Regions from separate parts of the Gossypium hirsutum genome. Here regions 1 and 2 are each linked to region 3. A link is a contact called in public Hi-C data. All regions are on one chromosome and are shown on one strand. Each heading gives the region's core, a stretch centred on a gene start, on an enhancer-like site or on the middle of the called end of the contact. The rest is flanking DNA. Distances are from core to core; before and after follow the strand shown.

Region 1 (3,841 bases), core at 1,043-3,542, 180 kb before region 3:
CGGTAAAGGGATGGTATGCCCGAAGGAAGAGTGAAATAAAAATACGAACAACTATGTTATAATTTGATTGTTATCTGTTGACACTGCTTAAAACTTACTAAGCATTGTAATGCTTACTCCGTTTACTTTGTTTCCTCTATTTTATAGATCTCATTTGGAAGCTACAGACTCGGGGATCATCAGCAACTAGTCACACTATCACTATCCACTGCTTATTACTGTTATGTTTTGAATTATTTTATGGCATGTATAGAATAGACCAGTGGCCGAAGAATATTTTGGTTAACGTATATAAGCCATGCGAAAATGGCATCTTTTGAATGTGTACTTATAGAAGTTTAAATTTGTATACCTGACTGTCTTTAGTATTTATCTAAAGGAATGTTCTCAAAAAAAAAAATTTACTGTTCTGATATGAGTTTCAAGTCTGGTAATACCCCTTCACCTATTCTGGCGACGGATACGGGATAGGGGTGTTACATAATTGTTGAAGGTTTAATATATTATTATAACAATTTTAGAACAGCCATGTCATCCATTTATCACATACTTTTTTTTTTTGAATTAATTCACTGATTATATTGAAACAGGGCCAAAACAAATTCAAGCCAACAATAGACTAAGTCCAACACAAGAAACGGAAAAACAAAAAACCAAAAACAACCCAACACAGAACAAAACAAAATACCCCCAAAGTCAAAATAACAAAAATTAATAAAACAAAATAACCCAAAGACAAGCCCAAACACAAAGAAAAACAAAAGTAGCCCAATTCCACAAACCAGCAAAACGACAAAGAGGGATACTCTAGAGCATTCTTGCTCCAGCTAGAAACCACCCCATAAACCCCCTTGAAAACAACAATCGTCAAAACAATAATTATCAGCAATCAAATTAATATCTGACCATTTCAACCCTCAAAGGCTTCTTGAAACTCCACGTTCTTGAAAACTCTTCCACACAACAGATTCAAAAAATGTTTTCCTCTTCCCCTACTCTCCGTCCCCTCAGCTCTCTCATACTCTCAGTCCTCTGTCGATCTTCAGCCACCACTCCCACCGCTCCAAAAGCAACCATGTTCTCTAGATAAGTTGACTCTCTTCTTACCAATCCTTCAGTTAAAGTGATATGAGCAACCGTATTTGCTTCTCTGTTTGTAAAGAGGAAGACGCAGGTCTGAAATCCTAAGCTAATACTTTTAGAACCGTTTATGAGTGCAGCAATCTCAGATCTATCCTCATTTTCTTCTTGAAGCTTTCGAATCACCGTTCAAGAATCACCCTCGATCTCCACCTCCCTCATATCCGGTTGTAAACCCAGTTGTAGCGCTTGAAAGCACGCCACCACTTCAGCAGCGAAGACAGACGGTATGTTTGAGTTCATAACTATTTTTTAGCAAATAACCTCTATTTTAGCATTACGGATAACTAACCCTGAACACGATTCCTTCCTGCGATTGTTAAAAGCAGCATTGAAGTTAATCTTGATCCCTGTTCCTTCCGAAGCAACCCAACTAGCCACATAGAAACGTTCAACAGGTACATTCTGTTTCAACCCATCAAGTTCCTTAATATGATTTTCAACAAAAATTGCAATTTGAGCACCCGTCTTAATCTCACCATCATGGATAAATCTGTTTCTGGAAGTCCAACGTGCCCATAAAGTGCATGCAAATATTCTGCAAATAGCTTTAGATCTAGACTCAAAAATACATTTAAACCATTCTCTGAAATCAGTGCTTTCTTCAGAAAGGATCCACTTTATATTCAAGTATTCCCATGTTTCCTTTGCAACAGAGCACTTGTGGAACACATGTTCCCTTATTTCCACTCCATCCTGGCACCGACTGCAAGTCGCGGAGCCCCTCATTCGTTGATATTGAAGATTACTAAAAGTAGGTAGATAGTTACGAGAAATTCGCCAACTGTAATCTTTATTTTAAAGGGTAGGTCAAGAGTCCACAATTTTTTGTAAAATTGTTTGTAACTAGCCTGTAAATTATTAAGATTATCATGTAAAAGGAGTTTATGCCCACTTCGTAACGAATATTCACCAGTCGGCTCTCCACGCCAAATGACAACATCATCGAGCTCCTGCAAAGACAAGGGAATACAAAGAATCCTTTCTGCGTCCTGCTCCGAAAATGTATTAAAAATCAACTCTGAGTTCTATTTTCTAGCATTAGCATCAATCAGATCAACAACTTGTTGAACGCTTAAATTAACCTCTGTGTTTTGTACTTTAAAATCATCATTGCCAGGAATCCATGCATCTTCCCAAATAGAGACTTGTTTCCATTTCTAATCCTCCAACCCAGTCCTTTCAACAAAAGCCCATTAGTAGCCCAGATACTTCGCTAGGTAAAGGAAGGTAGATTTCCCAAACTGGAGTTTAAAAAGTTCGACTCATTATAATATTTAGCTTTAAAAGTACGCACTAGTAACGAATTAAGATTACGTAACAAACGCCAACCCTGTTTTGCCAATAAAGCGATATTAAAATGATTTAGATTGCGGAAACCCATGCCCCTATTTTCCTTAAGCGCGCACATGGACTTACAATCGTACCAATGCATCCCACGCTTTCCTTGATTTTTCCTCTACAAAAAGCCCCCATAATATTTTCCAATTCCAAACATAACGATTTTGGCAAAAGGAAGCAAGCCATTGTATAGGTGGGAAGTGATTGCAAAACAGCCTTTATAAAACTCTCTGGATCTCTCTGAGAAATGTGCCTTAAACTAAAACTATTAATCTGTTGCTTCAAGCGATTTTTCAAATTTTGAAAGGCGATTTTCTTCTTTCGACCCACCATGTTAGGAGGACCAATGTACTTCACTGGATTTTTCGAGCTTCTAACATTAAGAATCTGAAACACCATATCCTTATCCTGATCTGCCACATTAGAGCTAAAGAACACTGTTGATTTTTCAAAGTTAACACACTGCCCCGAACAAGCTTTGTATTCTTCGAGAATATCCTTCATCACACAGATCCCCCTAATTGAGACCTCTCCAAACAAAATGCAGTCATCTGCAAACATGAGGTGCGTGATCGGTGGAGCTGATCTGCAAACCTTGGCAACAGAAATTTTTTTCCTGACTAGCCAGTCTCATTAATGTAAAAAGCCCTTCTCCACAAAATAGAAACAAATAGGGACTTAAAGGATCCCCTTGGCCCAGGCCCCTAGAAGACCTGAAACTTGATCCTTCCTCCCCATTAATTAAAATCGTGTACTAGACAGAACTGATACATTGAAGGATAATATTGATGAACCTTTCATCAAAGCCTAATTTACTCATCATCTCTCTTATAAAAGGCCACTCAACTCTATCATAGGCCTTGCTCATGTCTAATTTTAGAGCCATGAAACCTTTTCTTCCATATCTTTTATTTCTAAGAGAATGAAGAACTTCATATGCGAGTAAAACATTATCAGAAATAAGCCTACCGAGAACGAACGCACTTTAGGCGCCATCAATGCACTCTTCCAAAACCTTTTGGAAACGATTAGCCACTGTCTTGGCAATAATCTTATAAATAACAGTACACCATCAATGCACTCTTCCAAAACCTTTTGGAAACGATTAGCCACTGTCTTGGCAATAATCTTATAAATAACAGTACACAGGCTAATGGGACGGTAATTTTTCAAATTGGTAGGATTAGTAGTTTTAGGAATCAGCACCAGTTGAGTCTTATTAATCTCTTCCAAAGAACTCCCATTATTCAAAATTCCTAAACAAAAATCACTAGTATCCTTACCAATGATGTGCCAGTACTTCTGATAGAAAATAACAGGGAAACCGTCAGCACCTGAAGCTTTTGTAGGCCCCATTCCT
Region 2 (3,698 bases), core at 242-2,741, 230 kb before region 3:
GAGTTATAAATAGTTCTAAACATTATATTAAAAAGAACGGACATGTTAAAAATATTTTTTCAAATTATTATTAAAAATGAGATTAATGTTAAAAAAAATATGATAAAATTACATAAATGAATGAAAATTTTATGGTAGAATAACAATATTATCACCTTTCAAATTATTTAAGGAATCCTCAATATTAATTATATTAATGAATAAAAGCATATAATTGCATTAATAGTCAAAGATTAATTTTTAAAAAAATTAAGGAATTATAGATTCTCTGACCAATATATGAGACCATTTGGGTTTATGGTCAAAAGAAGCTTGTATTTAAATTAAATTTAAATATGTAATTTTCGTTTTTATTTTGATATCTAATACTTCGTGAAATCAATCTAAATATAGTAAATTATATTATACACGAAATCTAGGGGTTTCTTAGTTAAACGCCAACACCCTTTTATTTTATTTTCCGTGAACTCTACATTCAAAACATTGTAACAATTAGGAATATTTTTCGAAAGAATTTTATTTTTCTCAAAAAGTATTTTTCGTAAACTTTTTTAAAAAAATGCTTTGAAGCTAATTTTTAGCTTAAGAGAAGTACTTTTTCTCTCAAAAAGTAACTTGTTTAAAAATGTTTTTATCTCAAAAGTATTTCTTAAAAACAATATTAGACACACCCTAAATAGGTTTTCTTTTAAAAAAAGAAATAATCCATATGTGGCATAGTTAATTATTTTCCAAGTGGTATCTTTAAATATTTGATACATCATTGAAGATCATTGAAAATTCCGAATCAACAATCAATAATAAAATTTAAAATTTTGAATTAATGATTAACGAAAAATTATTTTATAAATCCTCCGTACCACATTATTTATGGTCTCTACCAATTAAAAATAAATACATCATCTTTTTTTTCCACATCATATGTACATTGAACTAAATTTTCAAACTATTTTTTTAATTGAAAAAAAAGATGATGTATTTATTTTTAATTGACAGGAACCAGGAATTATAAAATAATTTCTCATGGTAACATTAGAAGTTGTATTTAAGGAATTAATTAGGCAACTTAGGTATCAAAATAAACTTATTTACATTTAATAAATAGCAAAATTGGAAACAAATTAACTAAAAATTAAATATAGCCTCAAGATTTCAAAGATGATGGAATAAAAGGTAAAATAGAAAGATTTTTTATTTTCAAAAATTAAGATAAAAACATACAAACCTTTTTATACTATTAAAATGAATTAATATTTTATGAAAATCAAGTCAAATAATTCGTGATTAATTATATTAATATGGAAGGACACAATAACAGTCATTTATGCTTGTTTGTAATTTTGTTCTGTTATTTTCTTATTTTTGTTACTTGTAAACACGCAGCATTTTGGGACTTGGAAAACTCAACAAAACGGTGTGTTATGGTTGGGGTCTGAGTCGTGTCTAAACTACGCGTTTTGAGTGCTATATTGTTTAATGAAACGATGCGTATGGAATGGCACAACTGTCATAACGGCTTGCCAAATCGTTTCCCATAACCGTTGCTTCTTTCCCTCTTAAGCATGGTTTGAGGGGAGAAACTGTTATGAATTTACAACACAAAAATTTTACTTCTCTCTTGCCCTTCTCTTGATCTTCCTCCTCTCTTCCTTATTCTCAATATTATTTCTTTGCTTGTTATTTTCTCGTTTCAAACGTATCAGACCTTTTCGATCCTCCATGGTCGGTGAAGAAATGACAACCTAACTTCAGGAGGAGTTGGGTCATCTGCAACAGGAGGTGACTCAAGTTGCAAGTGGAGATTTCTCGATGGGACACTAAGCTCAACTCTCGTTTGAAAGAGGTCCGAGATGAGTCCAGAGGGGAGATCAAGGTTGAACTACAAACGTTATTTGAGCAGTATCTGGGACGCCAACCTTCAGTGCTTGTCACTAGTTCTTCTCAATACAAGAGGAAAGGAATACTGGGAGGTCCTCCACCGGGTTTCCCTCCAAAGGAAGCCTTGGTTGTTTCTCCTATGGTAGATCTAAGGTACATGATAACACCATCATGAGTTGGCAATGTGGAAACACCAATGAGACCCTTCAAACTGGAATGTCCAAGATTCGATGAAGTGGATTTCAAAGGCTGATTGCCCAAATTGGAGCAATATTTTAAAGATGATGGAGTCAGTGACAGTGCTAAAGTGAGGATAGTCATGTTGCATTTGGAAGGGAAGACTCTTGATTGGCACCACTTCTTTGCTCAGAGACAAGGCGGGCTGCGTTTGCTTACTTGGGACAACTACGTTCAAGGATTGAAGGAGAGGTTTGGGTCCAGCACCTTCCTTGACCCCCTGGTACACAGTTGGTCACTACCATGATATCTTTGTAAGTTTACTCAACCAGCTACAGCTACCCTAGAGCAATGCTTGGAGTATATTTACTAGCAATTTAAAGGTAGAAATTGGGTAGTATTTGCAATTATTCAAACCCAAAACCTCAGTTGAAGGATTTTTTTTTATTGCTCGCTAAGTTGAGAGCATTTTGATGAATAACCAGAAGAAAAATCCTCATGTAGGGAGTGGAGGGTACCCCAAGTTACCTACCCTGTTCCTTACCCCAAAAGCCATCACCACAACAAACCACCCACTAGTCAAAAGAGGCCTACTAAATCTCTCTCCCACAATGACATGGAAAAAAGGAGGAGAAAGGGCTTGTATTGTTGTGTGCTACCAAGTATACGAGGCAACACAAGCTGTACTCCAAGCAAAGTAAGTGCAGTTTTGGCACTTCAAAGGTTGAGTACTTAAATCATGTTATTTCCAAAAGAGTTGTAGCAATGGATAGAACCAAGGCTGACAATGTTCTTTAATGGCCAATTCCAGTTTCAATGAAGGAACTAAGGGGTTTCTTGGGCCTTTCTAGCTATTATCACAGATTCATTAAACATTATGGGACTATAGCCAAACCTCTGACTCAACTGTTGAAGAAGAAAGTACCTTGGGAATGGTTTGCCTTGGCTAATGAATCTTTTCAACAGCTTAAGCAAGTTATTTGTGCAGCACTTGTTCTAGCCTTGCCAGACTTCACTTCTAAATTTTGTGTTGATGCTAATGCATATGGACAAGGTGTGGGAGCCATGTTGCATCAGAAGGGAGGCCTTTGGCCTTTTTTAACAAAGCCCTTGGAGCCAAACACCAAGCCCTCTATATCTTTACAAGGAGATGTTGGTTTTCCTTTTGGCAGTAGTTGGAAGACGGTCCCAAATTTGTACTGATCACCAAAGCCTTCGGTTTTTGGCCGACCAACAAGCTATAACCGCTTTCCAACAGAAATGGTAGCCAAAATATTGGGGTACAACTATGTGGCAATTTACAAGAAAGGGTCCCAAAATGTGGTGGTTGTGCTTTGCCTAAATGGCCTTATGGATAGGAGGCTCAATTGTTACAATACACTAGGAGCACACTCATCTCCGATCTATGAAATAAGGCTCGAGATTCTTTGTTGTTGGACCCTAAACTCGACAAACTATGCCTTGACATTCAAGTGCAACCATCCTTACATCCCAAATATTCTTAGGATGGCAAAGAGCTGAGAAGAAAGGGGACACTGGTGATTGGAGATCATGGCAACTTGAGGAAAAAACTCTTTTAACATTTCCATGAGGGCGTCATTGGGGTTCACTCGAAGGTGCACGCTACTCGACATCATTTGGCT
Region 3 (3,723 bases), core at 1,131-3,630:
TAACTTCGATCCATAATTCAAACCATTAGCAAAACTGAGGTGTTGTATTTGAAACTTGAAGTTAATTAATTGGTTTTACTCCTAAAAGTTGTATTCATTTGTCATCATTTCTAATTTTCCCTCCGAGACCACTCTATTACCATTAGGACAAAGGAGTCATCATTTATTTACAGTGTGTTGTCAATTTTTTGCAGGTAAAAACATTGTTTCTCTTTCTCCATTAAAATCATGAAATGATCTGTAACACCAGTAGCTAACAAATTATTACTCCTATTTGTATCAAACATAAGTAAGTTTCTTTAAAGAAAATAATGTACTAACCAAGTTTTGCCAGTTGTGATACGTTTCCGTGCATTTCTCACGCCTCCAAGCATCAAGATCAAAAATATTCATCCCATAAGCCCAAGCACAAGCCTTAGGATTAAACCTCTCCCTAATGAGAGGATGTGAAAAATGCAAATACTGAGAGAAACGGTGAAACGACCCAAAGCAGGTTTCTACAGCTCCATTCACCTTTCCAGACAAGTCTATCTTCCACAACCCTGTCAAGTCCTTCTGAACCACAACATCATCATCCAAGAACAAAATCTTATGCAACTTAGGGTACATTCAGGCAAATAAAACCTAAGGTGATTCAACATTGACATATGCTCAAGATACCTAAACTTCGTGTTACTCCCATCTTTGGTACCATTCTCCATCTTATGCTCCAAGTAAAATCTCTGCTTAGCAGACTCAATTTGCCTCAAAACTGGCACGTAGGCGGAATTCATGAATTTATAGTCTTCTAATGCCCTCACCTCCACATGAGCACCTCCTTCTACAGGTCTCATTTTGAACCAAACTTTCATTGCAGCCAAATTCATTCTATCAGTTACCACATGGAACACATGTTTCCAAGGCTCCTCAGCGTTCTTCACCACAGACCTCACCACCACAGAAACTGCAATCACATTATCAGAAAATATAGCATAGTGGTACAAATCGGGGTCATCAAACTCAGACTTAGGCAAGTCTTCCTTGTACTTCTCCGGATGGGAAATTCTCTCCTCCACCAGTCTCATTGCCAAGCAATGTAAACTCTTAGGAATTGATTTGGCAGCAATTGAGCTCGCAAAAGCTCCATTCTTTTTTGCCTTACCTAATAATTCCCTAACTGCGAAAATAGTATCTTTCTACTTTTGAATTTTCAACTGATTATCATAATTTTCTTTAGATTCAGCTATTAACAACCTAGCAAATTTCACTCTATCTTTCACTTCTTTCTCAAACTGCCTTAAGACATCCTCATCTAGATTCCCATCGGTTTCAAACAAAGAGGATTTATACCTCGGTTTAGATGTAATATCGGAGAAATTCTTAGCCAAATCGTCAAACATTTTCAATTGCCTCGAAATGTCAAGCTTTAGTTTCCTTGCATAAGCTGCATATGCTTTCACTAATGTGATGTGATCATTGGCTTGCCTGTATATCAAATCTAACCTTGTTTTGAGAGGGTCCGAGTTCAATGCTACAAACGTTCTATGCATGTAAGCATTTCCGCCACTTCGAAACCTCTGCTAGAAAACCCCGGAAAAGAAAATAGTTAGAACATCTAAAAGGGTATTTAAAACCCCAAACAGAATGAATTTTAAAGTACTGCAAGCTCTGCCCTAAAGACTAGCAGAAAACAACCATAGAGAGAGAGAGAGAGAGAGAGAGAGAGAGAGAGAGAGAGAGAGAGAGAGAGAGATTAGATTGTGAAGTATTAAAGGCTCAGCAAATCGCCAAAGTGTATGAATAAAAGCCAAATAGATTTAAATTTTGAAGCACCGAATTAGAGAAATAAATGGCATGTTACTGAGGCTAAAAAAACCCAAGTTAGAGAAAAGAAAAGGGTATCTGAAAAAACCAAAAACAGAACAAATGATAAAGGATTTTGAAGAAGGAAAAATTTACAGAGTGCTGATGAGTTGTAGAAGGACGAGTAGTGAGGAGAACGGTGGCAGTGGCAATGAAGAGAAGCGAAAACATGGCTGAGACGAAGATCCTGTAAGAAAAAAAACTGCGGAAACCAGCTCCAACACCGCCGGATCCGCCACCGCGAGCTCCCCTGATAGCCACAGCCATCGAAATTCAGCTATTTACACTGCTTTGTTTCTGTCCGTCTCTTAGACTGATTAGTGAAACTAAATAAATAATAAAAAAAAAGAATGACACAGTAATGAGATCTGAGATTTGACAATGAAAGGGTTAGAAGATGTGGTTGATTTATTAAGATTTGACTGATGAACTGAAGAAAAGGAATGAAGAAATTGATGGAAGTGTTTAGGGTGAGGGGGGTGTAGGGATTGTTCGTTGAGATGGTTAGAATTTGTCGGGCTGACTGAAGAGGGTGAGATCCGTAGTTATATGTGTAATGGGCCGGACCAATATGATCCATAACTTTTTCAATTCGATCGATTGTCTTCAATTACTGATCCAACCACTTAAATTCTATAAAACTTTTCTTTTTTTTTTCTTTCCAAATATATTCCTACTTTAGCAGTCCAAATATTTTTAAAAGGGAATAACTTACATAAAGTAAAATTTTTAACTACCACTCAAATTTTAATGATATAAAATTACTATTATACACTCGTCCATAGAGAAATTATTTTATAAATTATTCTCATCACATTATTCATGGTCCCTTTTCTATTATTTAATAACATTTAACAATTTTTTTCATATGATTGACACATAATTTTAATAATTTTTTTATCCCGAACTTTAAGCCCAAAACTTATAACCCTAAACCCTAAACTTGAACACAAAACTCTAAATTTCGAATTCATAACTCATAACCCATCCCCGAATCCTTGAACACCAAACTCGTAACCTTAAACCAAAACTCTAAATTCCGAACTCATAACTCATAACCCATACCCCGAATCCTTGAACATTGAATTCTGAACCCTAAACTTGTACCCCGAACCTTGAACTTTTACATTGAATTCCAAACTCAAAACCCAAACTCGAACCCTAAACCTTAAATCTCGAATCCAAATCTTGAACTTTGAGGTTCAAGGTTCTAGGTTCGGGATTTATGGTAAAATAATTACCACGATTATGTACCAATGATATGGAAAAAAGTGCAGAAAAAATGTTAATTTTTTTAAAAAATTGATTGCACAAAAAAAAGTTAACTTATGAGAAAAAAAAATGATTAAAATTTGTAAAAGAAGAAAAGAAGTTTGTTTATAATTTAAAAAATTAATTATTTTAAGTAATTTAATTAAAGTTAAATTAAGTTGGAGAATATATTAAATATAAATAAATATATAGTAATACTTTATTATTTTTAAAATTTAATAACGTGGTACTATTTTATTAGTGCCTAAAAACTATAACAATGATCCTAATATAATTTATTTCTTTATTATAATACTATTTTTAAATTAAACTCTTCAAATTCAACTTTTATATTTTTTCTTAAAAGTAAATACAATGACCATATATATAATTAATACAACCATAAAATAAAATAAGAGATTATATTATATTATATTGTATATAAAATTGTATATAAAAAATATAAAGTTAATAAACAATTAAAATAAAAGTAACATACTTTCTTTTTGTTTTTATTTTTTTGTTAATGTAACCATAACAATTTAAATATAAAATAATTAATATAAATTTTATTTTTTATTTATTATATAAATCCATTCAATAAATTTCTTTTAATGGAATCAAATTTTT

Evidence for each region. Hi-C and Micro-C count contacts between places; a contact is called where the count stands out from the background.
Region 1: a Hi-C map of leaf shows a contact between it and region 3, with 6 times the contacts expected there. The contact joins two enhancer-like sites. A contact is called at or near these places in 18 of 34 Hi-C or Micro-C datasets (anther, callus, fibers and 4 more).
Region 2: a contact with region 3 is called in a Hi-C map of leaf, with 1.9 times the contacts expected there. The contact joins two enhancer-like sites. A contact is called at or near these places in 2 of 34 Hi-C or Micro-C datasets (leaf and petal).

The regions. Positions count from the first base shown.
Region 1 is chrA12:13,266,047-13,269,887 of Gossypium_hirsutum_v2.1, reverse strand. No RefSeq gene overlaps it. Among protein-coding and RNA genes, the nearest start is that of LOC107939796, 19 kb to the right of the region's middle. Within about 2 kb of position 2,292, at least 7 of the 9 cell types and tissues checked have an H3K27ac peak or open chromatin away from gene starts, as enhancers often do. A contact at or near this core is called in fibers and leaf, where this site is marked.
Region 2 is chrA12:13,316,299-13,319,996 of Gossypium_hirsutum_v2.1, reverse strand. No RefSeq gene overlaps it. Among protein-coding and RNA genes, the nearest start is that of LOC121211601, 4.3 kb to the right of the region's middle. Within about 2 kb of position 1,491, at least 4 of the 9 cell types and tissues checked have an H3K27ac peak or open chromatin away from gene starts, as enhancers often do. A contact at or near this core is called in leaf, where this site is marked.
Region 3 is chrA12:13,090,733-13,094,455 of Gossypium_hirsutum_v2.1, reverse strand. It overlaps the pseudogene LOC107916738. Among protein-coding and RNA genes, the nearest start is that of LOC107916736, 17 kb to the right of the region's middle. Within about 2 kb of position 2,380, at least 6 of the 9 cell types and tissues checked have an H3K27ac peak or open chromatin away from gene starts, as enhancers often do. A contact at or near this core is called in fibers and leaf, where this site is marked.